Regions from separate parts of the Mus musculus genome. Here all the other regions are linked to region 4. The links are chromatin contacts, called in public promoter capture Hi-C maps. All regions are on one chromosome and are shown on one strand. The core of a region is the stretch at or near the end of the contact, and the rest is flanking DNA. Distances in the headings are between cores, read along the strand shown.

Region 1 (2,719 bases), core at 52-2,551, 170 kb before region 4:
GGGAATTTGTTTTTCTCCATGGAACTCATTTTCCTTAGTAAAGTTACAGTGAATTATCCTTTATTCTTCAACTCTCAGTCAACCTACGCAAACCTTTCTTTTTATTCTCCATTCCCTTTCTGACGTTAAGACCTTCAGGGAGGGTCCATGTCTTTGTGTAGCATGATTCTAACTTAAAATGTAGGACTGACAGCTATTGGTATGTAATTAGGTAGGTCTACATGGACCAAGAAACTTGGCTCAATAGTTGTGCAGTAGAAATGGATTGGTTATTCAGAGACTTAGGTCTGTTCTGTGAGACAGCAGATTCCTCTCCTAATGTTTTCCAGAAATTAACAAGCTCAAAGTCATTCAAACCTAAGTAGTTATGAAGCCATAAACACGCAGATGTATTTACTGAATTTCAAAAATATCATTAATTGTTTTATGATTCTTTTGTGTATGTTGTAAATTGTTTTTGGTAAAAAGTTGATTGGGCACTTAAATAAGGCAATTTCCACTGCATATTTGTAAGAATTGTGCCTGTGTCACTGGGTATTCTAATGAGATATAGAGAAGAAAGATACAAGATGTAATTTACAAATGGATATGTTCAGCTCTCTTTTTTTTCTGTTCTTACACTTGTTAATAATTTATTTTAATGTTTAGTTGTATTTATAGTCTCTGTTTATATATACATATTAACAAGTGTGTTTTATAAGATAGGTAATTGTTTTAATAACAAGAATCTTTATAACCACCAGCACAGGTATGCAGCATTTCATAGTTGGAATCATTTGTAGCTTCCTTCCTTTCTCCCCTTGCTCTCTGCTCCTCTACCCTTCTCTTTTGTTTTCTTTATGATGTTTAGAATGAACCCAGCATTGTAGACACGATAGGCAAGGTTTTTGCCACTGAGCTGCATTCCAGCTTTTTAATTATCTTAAGAATTTCTCATCCATGAAAGTTGGGGATGGAGAGATGGCTCAGAGGTTAAGAGTGCTCTCTGCTATTCCAGAGGTCCTGGGTTTGATCATCAACACCAGCATACAACTAAGAACTATCAATATCTCCAGTTTCAGAAGATTGTATGCACTTTCTGACTTCCATGGGCATTAGTCATGCTTGTAGTGCATGATATAGATGTAGAAATATACCTATAAACATAAAATAACAATAAACAAATCACAGAAATTTAAAACAGAATTCATTCCAGTTTCCTCTTTATGTGTGCAAAGCTGCTTTCATCTTTTTCAACAAACTGCATTGGTTACTCATTACAAGGACATCTAGGATAAGGCCAAGCATTTATTTGCTGTCCTGTGAAAGAAGCCAGAATAGTATCTTCTCAGTTGGTGGGCTGAGAAGCCATGGATTCTAAGCAGCAGACAGTGCGTCTAAGTGATGGTCACTTCATCCCTATACTGGGGTTTGGTACCTATGCACCTCAAGAGGTAATGATAGCAATTGGGGTTGAGAGTTGAAACAAAGAGAGAATTTGGTAGGTGGGTTGATATGGTATGCACAGTCATTGAATTCTGATGTGATTCTTCAGGGCTAACCTAATTCTCTGTTTTAGCAGTCTAGAGTTCTTCCTTGTGCAAGGAAAAGGCAGATGACATTCAGCATCAGGGACTTATCCAAGAGCCTAGTTCCAGATTATTGTGAGCACTAGTTTTTCCTTTCATTTTTCTCCATCCCAATTAGGGAGAGAAAATGAAATACAGCTAAGAGCGCTGCCTGAGCAACACTGATCCTGAGTATATTTTTGAAAAGTGCTTTATCTGCTGCAAAACTGTGCTGTTCTTGTTCATATGCTTGGTAGTTTTATATCACCTTGATGCAAGCTAAAGTCATTTGAGAAGAGGATATGCCAATTAAGAAAATACCTCCATAATATCAAGTTGTAGGGAATTTTCTAAATTAGTGATTGATGTTGGAGAGCCCAGTCCATTATAGGGGATGCCATCAATGGGTTGCTGGTCCTGAGTTCCATAAGAAAGCACACCAAGCAAGCCAAAAAGAGGAAACTGGTAAGCAGCACCCCTCTATTGCCTTTGCAATAGCTGATTCCATCAACAGGAGTTCCTTGCGTTTCTGCCTTGACTTCCCTGAGTGATGGAGTGTGACATTATTGTTGTAAGATGTAATGAACCCTTTTCTCTATGAGTTGCTTTTGGTCATGGTGTTTTGTCAAAGGAATAGAAACTCGAAGACAATGAACCCTGGAGAAACATATTCCACTTTTTGCCTTCAACTTTATACTATAAAATAAACTTTCTTATGTGCTTACTACAGTACCATTACATTTTTATCCTTTAATGCGGTTCTGTATTTTTAATTAAAATTTATCCTACTTGACAAAAAATGTAATTTAATTCCAATCACAATTCCTACAAAATAAGAAATTGAAGCTTAAAAGAGGGCATGTATGTGGGTAATTTTTTTGTATGATGCTCTTAATTTCCTAGATATAGATCTCTTCTTTTGAACATACATCCTGCTGAAAGTTTTAATATTTGCTGTGCAGGCAAAATGGCGTTGTAAAAGACTTTATACTATACCACTATCTCCTCAAGTTCCTTTTGACAAACAACTTTTGATGATACCTAGCCATCTTCTAATTTCATAATGTTATCTTTTTATGATATTGTTGACATCTTCTTATTTCATAACAGAAGGATGGAAGTTTTCTATGAACTGCCTGTGCAAAAAGTAGGGCTCATGTCTACATGCTTTT
Region 2 (2,700 bases), core at 141-2,640, 200 kb before region 4:
GGCTATAGCTTTGCTGGAGGGCAGAGATCAGCAAAAATTGGCCTTATGACCATAGGGTTTCTGGCAATGACTGAGTAAAAGGTTCTCCATGCCTGGTAAAAGGTCCAGGGTTGTTTCTTAAGAAAGAATATTTATTCTTATTTATTCTCTGTATATGGAAGTCATTTTCAAGAAAAACCAATAGGCAAATATTGGTGGACTCCTTTTTGCTTTATGGAGAGTCCTCAGTTGCTAATTCACCAATAAATACAATATCCACAATTAGGATATCATTTATTTCAAGATCAGTCAGGGTTGCATGCACAGAGATGAGCTTACCAACAGTCACAAAAGCTGGTTTTTGTTCTTATCCCCATAATAATAATAATTTTATAATAATCTGTACATGTGACATGTGATTTCTCTAGTGTGGAAACATACCAATTAGGAACTGTATCTGGGTTTTGTTTCTGTCTGATGGGCTTAAAGGCATTTGCTATAACCACCTTGTTCACTGTAAGTCTAAAATTTATAAAACTAACTTACAGAGATCTACCCATCTCTGCTGAGATTAAAGACATGAGCTACCACCATCCTGCTCAAATATTTTATCTTAGCTGTAATTCACCCAAACTTTTAGAGATTTAGAAAATATATTTTAACTGTAGTAATTACTTGAAATTACTTAAAATTACTCTTAACTGTATTTTTAGTATCAAACAACAAAAATATCCTATTTCTTTAAGAAGAAAACTCAAAAGCATTTAATGCCAGAAAGGCTAATGTGTCTTTGGTAATTATCATTTGAAAATATTATTTTCTCATGGCTGATAGAATGAAAGGGATTTGTTAAACTTTTTTTTTTTTTGGGGGGGGGGGGTTTGAGACAGGGTTTCTCTGTGTAGCCCTGACTATCCTTTGTAGACCAGGCTGGCCTTGAACTCAGAAATCCGCCTGCCTCTGCCTCCCAAGTGCTGGGATTAAAGGCATGCACCACCACCGTCCGGCTATTGTTAGTCTTTATAAGTTAGTTTGGACTGAATGACTACACTGTCTGATGAAATATTGTCTCTCCTTATTCAGTAGGTTTCCCCTGTTCAAAGCTAATCTTTATCAATGTTGATGGTATCCACAGCTTTTCTTCTCCTATGGAAACAAAGACAAAACCTATTTCTTAGTGTAAGAATACACTAGTTTTAAAGACTACATCTTTAAAATATACAGGATGATTTAATTCAACAGTTTTCTTCTACTACATGACCCCTGTCTGCAGCTGGGATAATAAAATTTTCTATTGAGAGCATATCCATTTTGCTGAAAATATAAGTAATCATCTAACATGAACAAATCAAGCTGGTGCCCAGCTAGAACCTTCACCCCTATTGACTAACATTCATGGAACAGGAAAGTAGTTTGTATGTTACTAGGTATGAAAGTAATCATTAACATCAAGAAGCTACAAACCAGTGACCTACAACAGTGAGCTGACTGCAAAATATATTGGTGCAGCAGAGACTAATTACTTCGTAGAATTTGGACTTAAGGCCCACTCCATCAAATTGAGCTCATATTTGGCTTTATGAAAGTGGGCAAGAACCCATGACTAGATAGGTAATAGGCCCTGAAGGGAAATTTACTACTATTCTCGTAAAGAAACAGTAATAAAAAGACTCCTAATGACATATTGCTATACTAATAGGTCAGTGTATCACTGAACCTTTACCAGAGAAGCTTATTCTTTCAGTAGATGGAAATTAACACATAGATCCAAAATTCATCAATGTGCAGAGTAGAAGACATGGAACACTCAACCCTAAATAAGATTTATTTATCAAGCCCCTCCCATCAAGGTTTAGTGATATATGTAAACGAGAAGGCACAAAGATTATAACATCCACTAATGATAAATGACTCCAAGGAAACTGTTTTCCTAATAAACTTACAAAGAGTATGACAACAGGCACAAGTCCTGGATAGGCTTTAGCCAGACAAACTCACAGCACTAAAAAGTGAAGTAAAAAAAGTCCCAACCCTAACCAAGAAACTATTTACAGTTGCTAGCTGTTCGGAAAGGGAAAAAATAAAACTTCTCCAAAGGAGTATCATTGGTACGTTAACCACACGCCAAGGCTGAAGACCTCATGCCCCGTGTAGATAGCCAATCACAAACAGATTCCCTCTGTGTCTCTGTATCTGTCTCTCTGGCTCTTTCTGGCTCTGTATCTCTATGTCTCTCTGTCTGTCTGTCTCACTGTTTCTCTGTCTCTGTCTCCCTCTGTGTATGTTTGTGTGTTCCTTTTGTTCTTTTGTCTTAATTTAGTTTTCACTATTACTATTTAATTTTGAGAGAGAGAGAGAGAGAGAGAGAGAGAGAGAGAGAGAGAGAGAGAGAGAGAAGAACATGAAGTTGGATGGGCAGGTAGATGAGGAGGATCTAGGAGGAGTTGGAGAAGAAATAATGTAATAAAAATATACTGTCTGAAAAAATATTTAAAAAACTAACTCTTCTCCCTTTAGAGACCAGTAACTGCCTTCATATCCTTAGGGAGGGTCGAGCCTCCTAAGTCCCTCCTTACCTACCTAACTGTTATAGGCCCAATATAGCTCTGTTTTTTACAATTGCCCATAATTGCTGGATTTCAAGGGGCATTGATTGTGGCATGCCCAAAGGACAACAAGGTCTACAACACTTATTCACTCCAATTAACAATATGTAATCTC
Region 3 (2,877 bases), core at 302-2,801, 220 kb before region 4:
ATGAACTACAATCGAGATCGAAGGCTCACCAGTGGCCCTTATCTGGAGGCTTGAAGATAGAAGGTTCTGATCTGGATCTTGGTATGGAGATCTTGAGGCATAGTGGCTATGGATTCCAGAATATTAAATCTCTGAGTTCAAGGTCATCCGGCATTAAAGGTGTGGTGGAACACACCTTTAATCTAGGCTACACCTTCTGCTGGAGACAATATCAAGGACATTGGAAGAAGGGAGTCTCACTCTTGCTCCCTCGCCTGCTTGCCATGTGGAACTGAGTAACTGCTAGATCCTTGGACTTCCATTCCATTGTTGGGAATTGGGCTGCAGACTGTAAGTCATCAATAAATTCCTTTACTATGTAGAGGCTATCCATAAGTTCTGTGACTCTAGAGAACCCTAACTAATACACTGATTGAGTAACATCATGGGCTTATTTTGTTTTAGTTTAAGATGCTGTTATCCAATCAGAATGAGAATTAAAAGTTCAGCAAGTAGTAACAGCAGAGTAGTTATTCAGGGAGACCAAGAGAGCAGATAATGGCACAAATTATTTCCCAACCATGGCAAGATTTTTTTTTAATTTACTGTTGAATAATTAGGATAGAAATAGGTTTTCTTTCAAAGCTAGAGATAGTTTTTTTTTTAATCTCATAAGAAGTATGTATAAATCTCTCCAGATTTGTTGGACAATTTCTTTTAGAGAATATAACTGCTGTTTTGTAAGGACTCAGGTCCTGATCAATAGGTGTACTCAGCAGGGAAAACATCAGAAGAGGAATGTTTAGTCAAACCATTGCTACATGCCGACCAAGTTGTCTCAGAGGTCCAGTAATGTTATCCATTTGAATTTACACATGAAGGAGAATAGCAGGCATCAGAATAAGGGTATGTGCCTAGGTTAAAGTTTTCAGACATTAGACAAGTTTTATCCCCTTGTAAGTCTTATAACATTAATTTGGGCTGCCCCCAGCCATAGTGAGTTTTGCCAGTCAATGGGTTGACAGAATCATTAGCTCTTATCTGTATATTGTATAGTGGTGAAAGACTCCGAGAGGAGCCCCTCGCTCAGGCCTCAGGAAAATAGCAGACACCCAAGAACTCACGACAGACCGAGCTTGTTGCAAACCACATGAGGCTTTATTCGGGGAAAGCCAGAGCTCTGGGGACGACTCATATCCCACGCAGGAGTAGAGGATTCGACCTCGAGGGGAAAGAGTTCCCAGTTTTTATAGGCCCTCAGAGGGGAAAGGAGAAGGAGGAGAGTAGGGGATTTCCAGATCTAAACAATGTCTATTCTCAAGAAATGGGTATGGGAGGGGTACAAGGAAAGAGTCTAATGAAGGTGCAGCAATGGGCACACACCTGGTCAAAACATTGGCAGACACACAGGTTCAAGGAGTGGCCAAAGCATTGTGCACCTCTATTTTTCTAAATCAGTGAAGCTAGTTCTGCTAACAATGACGTCTATCTTGCCAATTTCAGGGCTTCTGTGTCCTTTTACATTTTGCCAAGATCTTTCATTGGCTAGGTATTCAAGCATAACCAGAAACTGTGGCTGATTTTTATTTAGCTAGGAATGATTAACTTTATGACAGGGTCTATTCCTGTGGCATAGGATCTGACTCTGCAGTATTTTTTTTTCCTGTTTTCCAAAGGCCAGAATCCTTTTAAAGAAAAATTTCAGGAATCTTCAGTTTTATGGCCCCAGTTTTTACAAATGGAAGTTACCTTGTTTCTGGTAACTGGAGGGCCCAGCTGGAGGACAGAATAGAATTATAAATGCTATTTTTATCTCAAAGTTAAAATTTTATATCATATATATATATATATATGAGAGAGAGAGAGAAGATGGAATATTATTAGATTGCTGGTCTATAGTCATACTAGCTAATGCAATCCTTGTATCTGTTTTCCTCTCTTCCTAGTCTAGGCCTTAGTGTGGTTGAACCATGACCCTGTGCTCATACCCAAAGTTTAAAACACATGCCTTAGGAGGAGGTAGAGCATCAGGGAATGGAAGGACCTAGAGACACAAATATATATTAATTTCCATGGATTTGTCATCAGAGACACTTCATTTAGCACCATCCATTTCAATTTCTTGCCCTGGGTATGGTGAATCCAGGGTTTAATGCCAGCCACCTACACAGCCATAAGTGTGGAAAGAATCACCATATGGCTTCCATTCTGAGTTAATTTTAGTTCCTCCTCAGCTATCTGCTTGACCCAGACAGTATCATCATACTGGAACAAGAGGAAACAGGTGGTAGACTCAGAGGTTGGCTGCATCTCTTGGACATTCTAATTTGTGGAGGACTAAAGTGCTTATAGTGACTTGAGAAAGAAATGGCTTGAGAGTTCTGCCAACTCTTGGTTTCTGAGCCTAGGAAGCAATGGGAAGAGGTCTTCAGACATAATCTCCTTGGGGGATGGGGGTAAATTCCTTCTTATATGGGGTGTAGCACACTGAATCAAAGCAAGGTAATAGGCCTCTCCATCTTTGCTGGACTCTAATGAGAGTTTTGTTAGTTTATTTTAACATTTTTTGTTGTTGTTGTTATCACTGAGGTCTATATGTAAGATGAAGTTTTAAAGCTTTAGCTGTTGAAAGATTTTAGCTATGAAAGCCAGGTCATGGTCTGACCCCATTGCTTGGAGGATGCCAAATTAGAAGACCAGTTCTTGGAGGAGATTTTTAGGTACTACTTGAACAGTTTGACTCCAGGTGGAGAATGCTTCTACTAGTCCTGAAAAGGTATCTTTAAAATCTAACAAGTAACCCAGATATAGCTCTCTCTTCTGAGACTATGCCGAGGCCTAGTAAACACAGAAGTGGATGATCACAGTCAGCTATTGGATGGGTCACAGGGCTCCCAA
Region 4 (2,833 bases), core at 223-2,722:
CAGACCAAAAGGTAGAGAATGGAACGTCATAGTCAGAATATGATTAATATTCTGTTCTGCTATCTTTACTCATTCTGGAAACAGGGTGCTTTTCAGCTCTTGCTGTGTTGTGCTTCCCGATTACAGAAGGGCTAAGAACAGCTGGGGCAGGAAGCGGTCTGATATTTAGCACCCAGGGATGCATGAATCAACTGTAAACATAAAACAAGTATCACACACATGGACTCACTCAATATCTGTAGGGTACACACAGGAAAAGCTTAGTGAGACACAGACATTTCCATCAAATATGAAAAGTGTAGCTCAAGGTAGCTTTGAATTTGATCTCTTCCTTGCTTTGTCCTAAATGACTTGGTTATTGGATCAAGGGGATATACATATCTAGCATAGCGACATTATTTAAGATCATCAGTCAGTGTCACATTTGCTATGGTTTTCCATTGCCTTCACATATTTTGAAAGTCATATTCCTGTGTCTTCAGGAGATAGAATTAAATGCTTCAATTGTGTTGGGAGGGTGATTCCCCCCCCCCCACACACACAGTTTTATTTATTTATTATTTTATTGACATTTCTTTCATCTCACATCTCAGCATTCACTATGTGGTACCAAAGAACACTCAAATCACCAAATTGCCAAAATAATAATAATAATAATAATAATCCCATCCTTTTTACAAAAAATTCTGGAGAAACATTTATTTGAAAACCTTCCTATAAACAGAATTTTTAAATTTACTTTTTTATCAAAAACAAAACAAAACAAAACCCCCAAACCATAAAAAGAAACAAATTTTGATCATGCCTCCCCCTCCCCCACAACTTGTCCCAGAGTCAGACAGGCCTATTCAACTATTCAACTTCACGTTCATTATGCCCTACATTCAAAATCAACTGAGCAAGCAGTGTAACTACTCGCAAATATCTCTAATGTCGCTAGTGGACTCCAGAAGTAGACATTACACTTACATCGGTGCAATTATTTAATTATTTTTATTTGGTTTGTTTTAGCATGCAAAGTAGCACGCTTCCTTGTGGCCATTTGACACACACTCGGTTTTGCTGTGCCAAGATGAGTGCCACTAGGCATAAATGATTTTTCGGAGGCTGGGGGTCCGTGATTAGCTCACACAAGGCTAGGTTAACAGCACACTGCTTTATTTAAAGTTAGTCTAACAGCTTTGAATCCTCGCAGGGAGCAGGGTGTTTTAGGATCACAGGAGAGAGAGTCCAACTTCTCCTCTAATCCGTCTGGGGGAAAACCTTAATCAGAGCCCGGGTCTGGAAGGAATCACCCTAGGCAAAAGAAATCCCGTGCCCCTGGCTGTTTTTGAGCATGTACTCATCAGGCTCCGGGACCCTTAGCCCCACCCACACCGGAGTGTGTCCTCACCTTCCAGGTGCCCAAGCCCACTGTAGGGATGTTTTCCATGGTTCCCCTTTGCTCAAAGGCTCAGCCTCTTCCTGCACTTTAGCGGCCAGAGAGCGTTCCAGGGACCTCAGGAAATGCCGTGATAGGCTGGAGTTCTGGCAGTTTAATTGGCTGATGGAGAGGTCGCTTGGTGCTCTGATTGGCTGAGAGCATAGTCCATCTTTCAGGGGACCTAAGCAATTGGGTTTGGTTGTGCTTTATCTCTGTCCTAAATCCTCTATGATCCTAAGAATTCCGTCTCCGAGCAACCTGCCTAAAGCCCAGATCCAGTGCTCTGTCCTTCTTGCAAACAGGCTGTGGTTCAGGATATTTCCTGGACATCAGATGTTTTAGATTGATGATCGTTTCTAGTATCCTGGAAAAAACAGGTTTGACTATATCAGCTGTCTTGAACCTTGCAATGATGATGAGTGCTACTTTGAGGTGATTGCCATTTTAGTAATAGAGGAAATATAATCTGAATATCATTTTTAAGGTGTGTCTTATGGAATTAAAAAAATCAAGATTAAAAATTAAACATCTCTGGAAGATTATTCACTGTAATAAGAACTAATAATAAGGGAGGTCATTTAAAGAGAGCAAATAGTATATAGGCAGATTTTGAGGGAGGAAAAGGAAGAGAGAAATGTAATTATAATTGCAAACAAAACAAAACAAAACAAAAACAAAAACCCAAGGGTCTTCCCACAAGATAATCCCTCAAAGGAATGCCTACAAGACTGTCTCCCAGGTGATTTTTAGGTCTTATTCAGTTGGCAATAATCCTAAAATCACAAGCTGAAACATCTAGAAGGAACCAGAAAACCAGCCCATAAACGCAAAGGTAAATAGCTATTTCGAAAATATTAGCATTACTAAGATGATTAGAAAAATTGAAGATTTGCGTGTTACAGTGCTTAGAATTTTGTATCCTTCACTATGTTTGTTAATAACTTATTAAAAACTTAGCAGAATTCAACAATTTTACAATTTCAACCCAAAGTTTTGTTTTGTTATTTTAATTTCTCTGTTGCCATATTACACATCTGTTCATTTGTTTGAGTTTTTCAAGTGCTCATGGCAGATGCACTGTGGATGTGGAAAACTCTACATCTTCTCCAGTTCTCTTTTTTTATTTATATTTTGTAAAAATGGCAAAGTTAAGCCATTAACGGTCAGACAACTATTTGTAGCTTTCGATCTTTATGCAGATTAACATGGAAGTATCCATTTGCAAGAGGATGTGTTTTCAGATGTTCAATATTATTAGTACTCTCTCTCTCTGATAAGCTTTTATTACTCATAGCGACACTTACACTTTCAGTTCATAAATCTATAGAAATATTGTCCTATCTTTAAATGATTTCTATCATTTCATAAAAGGGTAGTTTGATCTAGGGATGCCTTCTTTTTTAATGGTCA

The links. Promoter capture Hi-C pulls out the DNA fragments that hold promoters and counts their contacts.
Region 1: a contact with region 4 is called in a promoter capture Hi-C map of liver. The contact joins the promoter of Akr1c6 here to the promoter of Akr1e1 in region 4. A contact is called at or near these places in 3 of 39 promoter capture datasets (the 3T3-L1 cell line and liver), 2 of 484 Hi-C or Micro-C datasets (both in liver) and 3 of 9 other capture datasets (adipose tissue, liver and pancreatic islet).
Region 2: a contact with region 4 is called in a promoter capture Hi-C map of liver. The contact joins the enhancer-like site here to the promoter of Akr1e1 in region 4. A contact is called at or near these places in 5 of 39 promoter capture datasets (the 3T3-L1 cell line, the HPC-7 cell line, liver and 2 more) and 2 of 484 Hi-C or Micro-C datasets (liver and nephron progenitors).
Region 3: a promoter capture Hi-C map of liver shows a contact between it and region 4, with 16 times the contacts expected there. The contact joins the enhancer-like site here to the promoter of Akr1e1 in region 4. A contact is called at or near these places in 13 of 39 promoter capture datasets (the 3T3-L1 cell line, 3T3-L1-derived adipocytes, cranial neural crest and 7 more), 36 of 484 Hi-C or Micro-C datasets (the AML12 cell line, the BV-2 cell line, the Ba/F3 cell line and 15 more), 6 of 115 datasets of contacts at active chromatin or transcription factors (a beta-TC-6 cell line, bone marrow-derived macrophages, embryonic stem cells and 3 more) and 1 of 9 other capture datasets (pancreatic islet).

What each region holds. Positions count from the first base shown.
Region 1 is chr13:4,433,042-4,435,760 of GRCm38.p6, forward strand. It overlaps Akr1c6 (aldo-keto reductase family 1, member C6), which reads left to right and starts at 1,302. Exons shown (of 9, transcript NM_030611.3): 1 at 1,302-1,433. The coding sequence starts at 1,350.
Region 2 is chr13:4,405,556-4,408,255 of GRCm38.p6, forward strand. No RefSeq gene overlaps it. Among named protein-coding and RNA genes, the nearest start is that of Akr1c6, 27 kb to the right of the region's middle. Within about 2 kb of position 1,391, at least 4 of the 459 cell types and tissues checked have an H3K27ac peak or open chromatin away from gene starts, as enhancers often do. A contact at or near this core is called in liver, where this site is marked.
Region 3 is chr13:4,383,545-4,386,421 of GRCm38.p6, forward strand. It overlaps the pseudogene Gm9973. Among named protein-coding and RNA genes, the nearest start is that of Akr1c6, 49 kb to the right of the region's middle. Within about 2 kb of position 1,552, at least 6 of the 459 cell types and tissues checked have an H3K27ac peak or open chromatin away from gene starts, as enhancers often do. A contact at or near this core is called in hepatocytes, kidney and liver, where this site is marked.
Region 4 is chr13:4,607,692-4,610,524 of GRCm38.p6, forward strand. It overlaps Akr1e1 (aldo-keto reductase family 1, member E1), which reads right to left and starts at 1,473. Exons shown (of 10, transcript NM_018859.2): 1 at 1,394-1,473. The coding sequence starts at 1,432.